Regions from separate parts of the Mus musculus genome. Here region 2 is linked to region 1. Evidence: chromatin contacts called from public Hi-C data. All regions are on one chromosome and are shown on one strand. Each heading gives the region's core, a stretch centred on a gene start, on an enhancer-like site or on the middle of the called end of the contact. The rest is flanking DNA. Distances are from core to core; before and after follow the strand shown. Region 1 has its middle 28 kb from the start of Gm41178. Region 2 overlaps Elp3 (elongator acetyltransferase complex subunit 3).

Region 1 (5,824 bases), core at 2,436-4,935:
CAAAACAAAACAAAACAAAAACAAAACCACAAATCAAACAAACAAACAAAAATGCTGAATAGGCTCAGGGGCTGGAGAGATGGCTCAGTGGTTAAGTGCACTGACTGCCCTTGCATAGGACCTGTGTTTGGTTCCCAGCACCCACACAACAGCTCACCAACATTTGCAAATCCAGTTTCAGAGGATCCGGTGCCATCTTCTGGCCCTTGTGGGCACAGCACCCATGTGGTGCACATGCCAAACACTCATACACATAAAATTAAAACAAATCCTTCAAAAAAACTTTTCACCATCACAAACTCTCTTCCTCAACAGCTTTTCCTCTAGCTCATGTCAGTAAAGAACAGTGCCCCGGTCACCCAAGCTTAAACACCCAAGGGTGGGCTTTCATGCTTCTCTGGCCCCACTCACTCCTGCCCTTGAATCCTGGTTTTGTAAAATCTCTCTCATAAAGCCCACTTCTCTTTCTCTCTTTCTCTCTTTTTCTCTTTCTCTCTTTCTTTCTTTCTTTCTTTCTTTCTTTCTTTCTTTCTTTCTTTCTTTCTTTCTTTCTTTCTTTCTTATTTATTCATTTATTAGATTTTTTCTTTATATACATTTCAAATGCTATCCCGAAAGTTCCCTATACCCTCCCTCCGCCCTGCTCCCCTACTCACTGATTCCCGCTTCTTGGCCCTGGCATTCCCCTGTATTGGGGCATATAAAGTTTGCAACACCAGGGGGCCTCTCTTCCCAGTGATGGCCAACTAGGCCATCTTCTGCTACATATGCAGCTAGAGACACGAGCTCTGGGGGTACTGGTTAGTTCATATTGTTGTTCCACCTATAGGGTTGCAGACCCCTTCAGCTCCTTGGGTGCATTCTCTAGCTTCTCCACTGGAGGCCCTGTGTTCTATCTTATAGACTGTGAGCATCTACTTCTGTATTTGCCAGGCATTGGCATAGCCTCATACAAGACAGCTATAACAGGGTCCCTTCAGCAAAATCTTTCTGGCATTGTGCAATAGTGTCTGGGTATATATCCACTTTTCTAATTAAACCTCTAAACTTTTAAAAAAGGGATTCAGCCTAGCTCATATAATTGCTTGTAGGAGGGTCTATAAAAGGAAAGTGTACACGTTGTGTAGATACAAGGTCTGATTACTGCATTTCCAGCTCAGATTACAGCTATTCACCACTGTGATCTCCTAGTTAGTGTTCTCAGCACCCACCATCAACCTGTCCTGTATCCAGTTACCAGAGTCATCTGTTTAAAAGCTCTCGCTCATCCTTTGGGGACCTTAACTTCCCGTGGTCCATGCCCGGACTTAATCTGTGATCGAGGCGGTCTGTCCTCATATCAAATGATTACAAATTGTGTCCTCATTTCCCAGAAAAAGGAAAAGTTAGAGGATCAAACTTGCTGGGTTTGAAAATGACCCTCCCCCTTCTTGTTTTTCCCCCAGTAGTGAGCGTCCACCCTGGGATCTGCTAGCATTCTTGGACTATAACACAGATGAGCCAACAGCACATCAATAGTAAATATTTGGTGATAGCAGATGAGGCTTGGTTTCCTTCTGGGCATGTGTTAGCAGTTGTGATTTTTGTAATTCATGTCAATTATATGGTCAGTTTCCTTCTTGAAAAGTATTCCTGCTTTTTTGTTTGTTTCTTTTTAAAGATGAAATGAAACATATCGAAATCTCATCAGGAACGAATTACAGGAAACACATGCCAAATGAACACCAGAACCAAGTATCCAGGGCTTCACCAACTCATCCCTACCTCCACTCCCCCTGACTTCAGAGTTATTCAATCCCTGTTCGTGTTTGCTGATGGCAGGGGGTTGTTTGCGTTTGCTGGGATACAGGCTTACTATGTAGCCCTTGCTGGTCTGGAACTCTTTATATAGACCATGCTGGACTTATTAAAAATATAAATGCTGGGCTGGAGAGATGGCTCAGTGGTTAAGAGCACTGACTGCTCTTCCAGAGGTCTTGAGTTCAATTCCCAGCAACCATATGGTGGCTCACAACCATCTGTAATGGGATCCTATGTCTTCTTCTGGTGTGATTGAAGATGGAGCACTCATATACATAAATTAATTAAACTTTAAAAAAAAATCCTAGCACTAAAAAAGTAATTTAAGTGAAACAAAAGACTTGAAGTGAATTAATGAGCGTTTCTCGAAGGTGTACACGTACACCCAGAACTCTGAAAAAGCTGGTGAACCGTGCTCAAAGCAAATGAGTGACAAACTTTGGAAGACCCAGGAGATCAGGACGGGAGCTGCTGTCTAGACTTAGAAAAGAGGGGAAGTAGCGCCCTCTAGCGTCCATTCTCTGCTGGAGCCCGGGACTAACGAAGCCAGCTGAGAAATGCGAATTTCTTAACATTCTGATGACAGCATTACTGTCAAACACCAGTCATGTGCCTGCTTAATAAAAGAAATATGGAAACATGTGGAGAATCTGGGATCCTGTGAAGAATTCCATCCTAGAGGGTGGGTAGTTGAGATTTATGACTACAACTGAAGATGGACAGAGAGAAATGGGAGGAAGACCACAAACAGAAGAATCAAAACTGGAAAGGACAGACATCAAAATTCACGTGGGAATGGAAACGTGTGTGGTTTAAACATTTGAGACGACACTGGGCTTTATCTGAAGGCTCCAGTTTCATCTTTTTTTTTTTTTTTTATGTCTCTTTAAGAGATTCTGGGCATAGCGTGGTGGCGCACACCTTTAATCCCAACACTTGGGAGGCAGAGACAGGCGAATTTCTGAGTTCGAGGCCAGCCTGGTCTACAAAGTGAGTTCCAGGACAGCCAGTGCTATACAGAGAAACCCTGTCTCGAAAAACAAAAAAAAAACAAAAACAAAAACAAAACAAACCAAAAAAAACCAAAAAACACAAAACCCAACAACAACAAAAGAATTAGAAAAGAGAAAAAAGAAAAAAAGAAAAAATTTAAAATATAAAAAAGAAAAGGAAGAAATTATCTGATAATCCGAAATTTATTTATTTATTTGTTTGTTTTGAGACGGTCTCACTAAGTAACTCTGACTGTCCTAGAATTCACTATGTAGGCCAGGCTGGTAGAGATCTCATGCTGGGACTAAAGGTGTATGCCACTATGCCCAGCTAATTCCAGTTCTTGACAGCAGTCTTCAGCCGCTCTCTGAAAGCCCATGGGAACACCAGATCTAATCCTTCCCACTCCCTGCCACCTTCTCTGCCCTCTAGGCTGTGGGGAGAAATGGGAGGATTTCCAGGCCAAATACTGAATGAGGAGGCCGTGTCCACTCAGGAAGAGTGGCTATGGAGCAACTGTGAGGTGGGAAGAGGTGTTCTTTGGAGTCAAACTCTCAGTCATGACCCAGGCCTGCTGTTAGACAGTCATTGCTTGGGCTTGCTACTCCATCCTAAATTCCGCAACGGTAAGATAAAGGTGCCAGGTCCTCCCTCTGCCCCTCCTTCCTTTCTCCCCCCCCCCCCCCCACTAAGGGTCTTGTGGAAACCAAACCAGAGTAGGCAAGGGCTTCTGAAACCTACAGTTTAACACAGCCTCTCTCTCTCTCTCCTCCTCCTCACCCTCCAGAGGAGCCTCCTGACTACCCCGCAGTTCTCACCCCCTCCCCTTGTCCCTGGGACGTCCAATACACTTGCACACCCAGCAAGATCACCGTCAAACCAACAGCAGCTGCAGGGGAAGGAACGGTTTGTTTGCATTCCAGGGCAGGGTGGTGTGGGAAGGCCTTTCTGAACCACCCTCATTACTTCCCCATTGTTTTCCAAGTGCTGATGCCAGGCACCCGAGAGTCTCTCTCGCCAACCTTCTCTGTATCTCCAAGTCCTGCTGTCGCTTTGAGTCTATATCCTTCTAGCTCCCCGGTCTCGCTCCACCTCTCTGGAGACTCTGTGATGGGCGGTTCTTTGCACATCCCCTCTTTCCAGTTACCCAGGCACCAGAGCCCTCTAAATGCAAGTCTCCTCAGATCGCTTTCCTATCTCACAGTCCCGGATCAACTGTTCAGTACCTAGGGCGAAGCCTTGACTTCCTGGCAGGGCTCAGATTCCTGTTCGGGCTCTTGACTGACTTTCCGGCTCTCTCCCCAACCTCATGGCAGCTCAGACGGGTTTCTATAGAAACCATCAGCTCTCGTGGGCCATCCAAGTCTCCAGAACAACTCATGGCGACTGAGGGGCTTCCTGGAGATGCTCCTTGTTTTCAGCCTTCTCTTCTTTCCTCTTTCCTCTTTCCCTTCCTCTCTTCTTCCTCATCTTCCCCTCCCCCCTTTCCTCCATCTCCTCCTTATGCTCGCTCCGTCTTTCTATCACCCTCCATCCCTCTCCTTCCTCCCCCTTTTCTTTTCTTTTCTTTTCTTTCCTTTCCTTTCCTTTCCTTTCCCTTTCTTTCCCTTTCTTTTCTTTTCTTTTCTTTTCTTTTCTTTTCTTTTCTTTTCTTTTCTCTTCTCTTCTCTTTTCTTTCTTTCTTTCTTTTTTTTTTTTTTTGGTTTTTTGAGACAGGGTTTCTCTGTGTAGCCCTGGCTGTCCTGGAACTCATTCTGTAGACCAGGCTGGCCTCGAACTCAGAAATCTGCCTGCCTCTGCCTCCCAAGTGCTGGGACTAAAGGCGTGTGCCACCACGCCCAGCTCCCCCTTTTCTTCTTACCCTTCTCCTCCCCTCGGCTTTGGCCTTGCTGAGGATTATATCCAGGGCCTTGCACTTGCTTGCACGGAGCTAGCGACCCAAGCCCCTGAAGCCAAGTCAGTCCTGGGCACACCAGGATAACTGACTCTCTGGCTTCTCCCCGGGTCTCTGGCTATTTCACTGGGTCGTTTCTCTCTCTCTCCCCCTTGTACATCCCACACCACCTTCATGGACTCATCCTAGGCTTTCTGCTGGAACAGCCATCCCCATCTGTAGCTCCTCCCAGACTGCTTCGTCAGTCCTCTCTTTCAGCTCTGCTCGAGGTACCCTGTTCAAGCCCATGTGTTGCAACAGCTGCCCTCTCCTCTCCTCAGCTTCTCAGGTTCCTTAAAAGCAAGAAAAGGTTTATTTCTCACAACCAACCAGTTAGGTCCTCTGTATCTGCAGGTTCTGTGTTCTTGGGCTCTAACACACACACACACAGACACACACAGACACACACAGACACACACAGACACACACAGACACACACAGACACACACACACACACACACAGAGCTAGGAAAAGTTATCACAATATTGCTGATATACATCCACCACGCAGCAGCCAGGCCTGCCATGTACTGTCAGTACTGTCCCATCTTGTCATAGTACAAAAGACACAGTTTAACAACTACTCACATTGTTTTAGGAATTGCAAGTCACCTAGAAATGATTTAAAGTCTGTGGGAAAGGGTGGGGTCATAGCTCCCCTGTGCAGCTTGTACATAGACCTTGAGTTCAATCCCCAGCACCAAAAGAAATAAAAATGAATAACTGGGAGGGGCTAGGCATATTACAATGTTGCTAGAGTGCCTATCCAGTACCCACAATGCCTGGGGTTTGTTTCCCAGTGTCTCATACATTGAGTGTGGTAGTCTTATACACACCAGTAATTTCAACATCAAGAGGTGGAGACAGTTTAAGATCATCTTCAGATACATACTAAGGTCAAGGTCAGCCTGGGGTACTTGCAACCCTCTCAAATACAAGTAGATCAACAGAAATAAATGGGAGGCTGGTGGGGAAAGTGTATGAAAAACAATATGTATTCGCACAAACAAAGTCCATTTTGGTGTCTGTGGGTGTCCTTCCAGAACCTTGCAACCCTGCAGCGTCTGTGTTGCCTTTGTTTCAAATTGAACAACTGTC
Region 2 (6,103 bases), core at 425-2,924, 210 kb before region 1:
ACCTCATAACTTAATAACCTCCGGATTGCCTGAACTCTTATGCTGTTGCCCTGGGGCATCTTGACTTGGAAATCTGGGTGAGGGAGCTGCAGATGACCCCTTGCACAGCCACATGCAAAAAAAGACCCCTGCCGGCTCTTCCCTGTCACAGGTCCTGACTGTCACACTCTTTCTTTTCTCGGTGGAATTAAAGTCATAAGAGTTTCTAGCTCTTGATTTATCTTGCTTTTCAAAGGAAAAGTAGAGTTACTTAAGTGTTCACAGCTATGTAACTGATCCCCTTAGAAACAAAGAGCTGGCTTCCAGTGGGTTGAGGCATCCCACCAACAGGACCCTCCATTGCCTGCTCCCTCCCTCCAAAGAAGAAAGAACTGTTGTGTGGGCAGTGGGGGTTCATGTACGAGAGCAGCGGCCAGAGGAGAACATTACTATCCCTTAGAGCCAGGCTGCCAGCCAGTCTAGTCCTTCTCCATCCCAACACACGTGCACAGCCACACCCAGCCTTTAACACGGTTGCTGAGCATCTGAGCCCATATTTTCTAACAACCCTTGCATATGCATCACCCTCTGAGCCATCTTCTCAGTAGTGTAGAACTCAAGTGGATTTGTTCCATTTGTGTCTTGGTTAGTTAATCTTCACACAAACACACACACCATTTCCTAGACCTCATGCAATCTGTACTTAATCTCCCATAGGCAGTGGTTGGGGCATTTAGCAAAGAGTCTTGAGTCCTTTCTTCGAGCAGGCAGAGCTATGTCTTAAGCTAGGTGGTATCAGGGAGAGTGGATCAGAAAGCAGGGGGCTTCTCTCTACATCAGGGGCTTGGAGAGTAAGCACATCCAGCAAAGAGAAGGGATTGAAGATGCAGTCACTGATGATTTCCAGGTTGCAGATGCCCTAGGAGGCTGGTGGGCCTTGGCAGCCAGAATTAGAGATCATCTAGGGACAGGGGCTTCCCCACTACATGCTGAGTGGCCCCTTATGGAATGAGTCACACCCTCTCCTTTTAATTTCCACTTTGCCTAGGTCAGCATCCCCTTGAAAGAAGACTGCAGAAGCCATTTTAATAACTGCACACAGTTCAGTCTATGCAAATGTATTTTCTCCTTCCAAAAGATGTAGGGCAGAAATGGAGGCCAAGGAGGTAACACAGGCTGTTTACTAGAGTGACGTCTGAGGACAGTGCTACAGACAGTTTTATGGTGTTCCTTTCCCTCTTGCCTCATTTTGAATTGTCATAGCTGGCAATGTAGTGAACATAAAATTTTTTACTCTGCCTACAATAAAACCAAGGTCCTTGTGACATGGGTAAGTTCTGATGTGGACTAAGTAACTCTGAAAATAAACCAAGGTAGACTTCAGGCCGTGTCCCTCCCCACCTTTGATACTATTGTGATAAGTGGGGACTCTACAGTGAGCACCCCGGTGACCACCCCACCTTTGATACTATTGTGATAAGTGGGGACTCTACAGTGAGCACCCCGGTGACCACCCCACCTTTGATACTATTCTGATAACTGGGGACTCTACAGTGAGCACCCCAGTGACCACAGCTGAGAGCACTTGAGCCCTGCTCATTCCGAGCCTAGGGATTTGGCAGCAGCCCACAGGAGCGATGGAGTGTAGAGCTCCTGCTTGCACAGCTGTGTGTTTCTTCTGCAGGGGAGAGGCAGCAACAGTCAGGCTGATCTGAGACCAAGACAGCCTAGCACGTCAGCATGGTCCAGGAGGCTACTGACGTCAGCTTCAAAGGGTAATTGCTTTCTCCTGGCTGACTAACACAAGGAAAGTTACCGTGACAGAGAACTTTGCCTGAGATGGAGCCCCACAAAGGCAGAAGGGAGGCAGATAAGGCCTTCACCCAGCCAGTGACTCTCTTTCCAGCTGGCCAAGAGCAGGCACAACACTGCCAGTTTGTCCTTCAGATCGGAGAAGTGGTCATGTCTTAACTGCATGAATCAGGATACATAAATGCAGGGGGAAGATGGAGTTTGGACCAGACAGAAGCTAGGAATTCCATAGGACTCCAAACCTTAGGAGTCCCAGGAGCTGTCAGGGGCTGCTGTGTGTTCCTGAGTACAAAGCTAAGCTGACCAGAGATGGTTCCAGTGTAGCCAATGCCTCTCCCAACCTGGTCTCAAGAACCCAGTTCTATGTGAAGGAGTAGAGTCCCAGGAGCAAGAGGCTCACTTGGAATCGTTGCTGAGAAATGCTCCCGTGAGCTCCAGGAAAGCTCATGTCTTAACCACACACCTGGGGACTCACAGCTCTCCCCATTACTCACATTCCTGGTTATCCAGGCTTCTCTAGGCCTGGATTATATGAAAACACTACCCAGCTGCAGATCTTAAAACTAGGCCACCATCTCTCTTTGATGGGGAACATACAAACAAGCAGAATTATGTGTGTCCTGACCTGAACCTAAGTAAATCTAGTGGATCATTTGGGACACTCCCAAACAGAAAGTAAGGAGCCAAGAATCAGGGTGAGCCAGCATGACTGCTCGCAGGGTCAGTAGACCTGTGCCTTCACTGCTGGATGCTTGAGACCCTTACAGCGTAAATAAGTCCATGGGAAATGGCTCCTCTCAGCCAGCAAAGTGGGGATCTGTAAGGTTCCAAAGAGTTGTCCTTCCCACCTTCTGGTGTAGTCCTCCCACGGTCTGTGTGTAGCCCTCCTGACTGTATGTCGTCTCCCCCCATCCTCTGCCTCAAAGTGCCAACTCAGTTCTCGTTTTCTACAGTGTGTCCTGCAAGAGCACACTGCTCTGTGTGTGCACAACATGAAAATAATGAGTGTATAATAGGTCCCCAGACATTTGCTACATCCTGATTATGTGCTAGTCACTGTAATAACCCTAGTGACAGAAGCCATTGGCTTAAAGACCTGACACTGCAGGAGGGGAGGCAGAGACAGGGGGATAGAGCATTCAGCACTGAAACAGTGTCGCTGTGATTAAAGCCTGTCCTTCAGCCAGTCAGGAGAGGCGCTAATCCTGGTGACGGGGGAAGCCTCTGCCTGGAGGGTCCCCAGTACCTGAGCTGGGACTGGAGGGCATGTGAGCAAGGGCTGCAGAGGGGTGGCTGGTTAGCCTGATCCGCCAGTTCTGGCCTTGTATTACATTTCAGACAGGAATTCAGTGTTTAGGATCTACCTGCCCTTAGTGATCCTAGGCTCTGGATTCAGATTTCTTTCTGATGGCTTGACAGGTGGGATTATCTCTTCTTGTCCTCACACACGCACGTGGGTCACAAGGAAGGACACTGACTTCTACATAAGTCTCGCCTGCTCTGGCTTTCACTAGAAGTAATGCCACCTATAAGAAGCTCCTTTGTCTAGTGAGAGTGAGTCAGGCATAGAATTTGCTGTTCGGTTTCTGGTAAACAGTGTTCTAGAAGGGACTGGGCACAGGTGACCATGTCTGTACCTGGAACACACTGGGTTGTCCTGGTCCCGGCTTCTTAGCTGCCTCCTCTCTGTACCCACTCTGCCTTAGTTTCCTGGATCCTTCAGGCAGCTGAGCTCTTGGAACACTTTTCGTGTATGTATTAAATGGCTGTGCCCCTGAGGTTTTGTAATGAGGAGTGACATACACAGTGAGGTGAGGTGCCAAGAAGGTGGCTTCATTAATAAGTGTCACCACTGCCTAGATCAGTAACAGCATTCTCAGCACCGTGAGGCCCTGAACCCTTAGCATCTTTCAAATGTAACCATTATCTGGCCAAATTTTGGAGTTTCCTATGCCTAAATTTTGTGTAAATGAAATGTTTTAGATCTGGCACAGTCCTGAGAGAAATGTCTCAACATGGATACATAGACAGACCACAGTTGCTTTTTCACTGCTGTGTTATATTCCCTTGTGAGTATATCCACCTGTAGTTGATACTTGAGTTCTCTCTTATCTTGGAGTGTTAGAATATTATGTCATCTGCTGGACATAGTGTTTCTCTTTTCACTAAGGTGGATATCTGCTGGTTCTTGGAGTATGTCTATGATCTAGAACTTGGGGAAAATTGTTCCTTTGGCAGTTTGAGCCTTCCTCTTCTCGCTGAGTCTGAGCCGTTGTCCATGCCTGTTATTCATATGTCCATTGTCTCCTTGTCCTGCACCTGCCCATGTCAGACAGAAGTCATAATAATACACGACTGGTAGAAATGTGCAAGGCAGTATGTGTGCCTGGTTAGAGTCAGTCGTAGTGAGCTGCATCTATCCATCTGTCCATCTGTCCTAATGCTTAAAACATTCAGAAGTGCATAGAAACAGACAGTGTTCTTGAGTGTTTGGGTTGAAGATAGTGTACTTACAACTGATGTCTGAGGTTGAGGCAGCCATGTGGGGCTGAGCCCTTACCCTGCATCATGTAGTAACTCTCAGTAGTGCTGGAACTGAGTTAAGCCAAAGGATGCCAAGCTTTCTCCTGTGAGCCCTCATGTACTCCCAGCACCTCAGACAGCAGCCACAAGCCGTGCGGAGATCCCATTTCCATCTGCCTTCTCAGTCATTTCCAGAAAACCGTTTGGAATACGGGCCTCTTGGATGTGAACTCTCGTCTTCTTGTGCTGTGTTCCCTACTGCAGTGCTGAACAATATTGGTGCATCTGTTGTGCCTACACATATGTGCTGCCATATACCCTGGTCCTGTGCCAGCTGTTAGGAAAGGGCATTTCTCCCACAGCAGCGTCTATGTTCATGGAAGCCAGCATAATAGAAATAGGGCAAGTTTCTATATGAGATTCGGTTTGGGCAGTAGTGCAGTCTGAATAAGAGACAGGGCACAAGGCCGAGGGGTTCACGGCTGACTTCTGAGAGCTGCTAAAATTAGGCTGACTAGAGCTCTGGTACTTTGTTTTCCCTGCAGGGGTCGGCACAAGAAATTATTACCGAAAGATTGGCTACAGATTACAAGGCCCCTACATGGTAAAGATGCTAAAATAATGACCACCCAGTCTACCTTCTTGCAGCATCCTCCCTGACAGAAGATTCAAGTGCAGTCTCAGCAGAGGCTGAGGAGGTAAACGGCCTGCACACTCCTGGACGGTCCTCTGCCCTCCCCCTGTGGTGGCTGCCGCTCACTACTCTGACCCCTGTGACAGAGGCCAAACCCACCTCTTTATGTGCCCATGGGGCCTCTTCTGGCTTTAAGGCTTAAACGATTTTTCCAGTTTCTAAATTCTGCATGAAGGCTGCAGGTGACCCATTTTGGCTCAGACGCTGTGACCAGAGCAAATCAACTCCTTTGGCCATCGTCACTCGTGATTGTCATCTGAGGGGCAGCCTCGGGAGAAGATTATTTATATATCCAAAGACGAAAGCCAGACTGCAGCACAGACAAGCTGTCAGACATGACTCCCTGCCCTTTAACTACATGCACATTCACCCTGGAATTTAGAAAATGAGCTTTGCACTGGAAATCTCAGTGGCTGTGCCGTGTCTTGAAATGTGCTGTGTTTGGAGAAAGAAGAGCTGAGGTAGTGGGTTGTGTTAATATGCTTGATGCCGGCCGTCTCTAGCCCAATCCTGTCAGAAGCTTGCCCTGACCAGGGCCATCTTGGAAGCCTTTCCTTTGTCTCACGTCTGTGAAAGTCTGTATGTCCATACCCCTGACACCTGCAGGACAGTGTGAACTACCTTCAGCATGCTGGGCTAGCTTGTGCCAGCCAGTTCATCTGTCCTGAGCAGACATGGTCCAGAATCCACAGCTAGAGCCGGAGGCCCTGGTCAGGACCAGGCCATGCTCAGAAGCTTCTCTGCATGTTAGTTCTGTAAAGTAGATAGTGTTGATGGTGCTGCATGAAGAAGGTAGGAGTTAGGCTAGTGTGTGGAAGGAGGCCTGTCTGACCTGCATGGAGGGACATGGGCTTTCCAGAGCCTTCATCACCATTCAGTTTGTCCCCTGAGGAGGCCAGGCTCTGAGTGACAGCCCATCTCGCCTGGGCATCTGTCCTTTCCAGCAGTGTTTAGTGAAAACTGTTCCCTAAAAGGTCTGAAAAATAAAGTCTTTAACATAAAAGAGTCGTCGTGTGGTGCTTTTTCCCTCGTCCTGTAAATGTGATGGCATTTATCAGGAATTTACAGGTTTTGCTCCCGGCCTGTGACACTGGC

The links. Hi-C and Micro-C count contacts between places; a contact is called where the count stands out from the background.
Region 2: a contact with region 1 is called in a Hi-C map of muscle stem cells, with 3 times the contacts expected there. The contact joins two enhancer-like sites. A contact is called at or near these places in 1 of 15 datasets of contacts at CTCF or cohesin (pro-B cells), 12 of 484 Hi-C or Micro-C datasets (B cells, the C2C12 cell line, Th1 cells and 4 more), 2 of 115 datasets of contacts at active chromatin or transcription factors (both in embryonic stem cells) and 1 of 9 other capture datasets (embryonic stem cells).

Annotation. Positions count from the first base shown.
Region 1 is chr14:65,324,627-65,330,450 of GRCm38.p6, reverse strand. No RefSeq gene overlaps it. Among named protein-coding and RNA genes, the nearest start is that of Gm41178, 28 kb to the right of the region's middle. Within about 2 kb of position 3,685, at least 38 of the 459 cell types and tissues checked have an H3K27ac peak or open chromatin away from gene starts, as enhancers often do. A contact at or near this core is called in muscle stem cells, where this site is marked.
Region 2 is chr14:65,530,357-65,536,459 of GRCm38.p6, reverse strand. It overlaps Elp3 (elongator acetyltransferase complex subunit 3), which reads left to right. Exons shown (of 15, transcript NM_001253812.1): 15 at 4,860-6,014. The coding sequence ends at 4,936. Among named protein-coding and RNA genes, the nearest start is that of Elp3, 60 kb to the left of the region's middle. Within about 2 kb of position 1,674, at least 35 of the 459 cell types and tissues checked have an H3K27ac peak or open chromatin away from gene starts, as enhancers often do. A contact at or near this core is called in muscle stem cells, where this site is marked.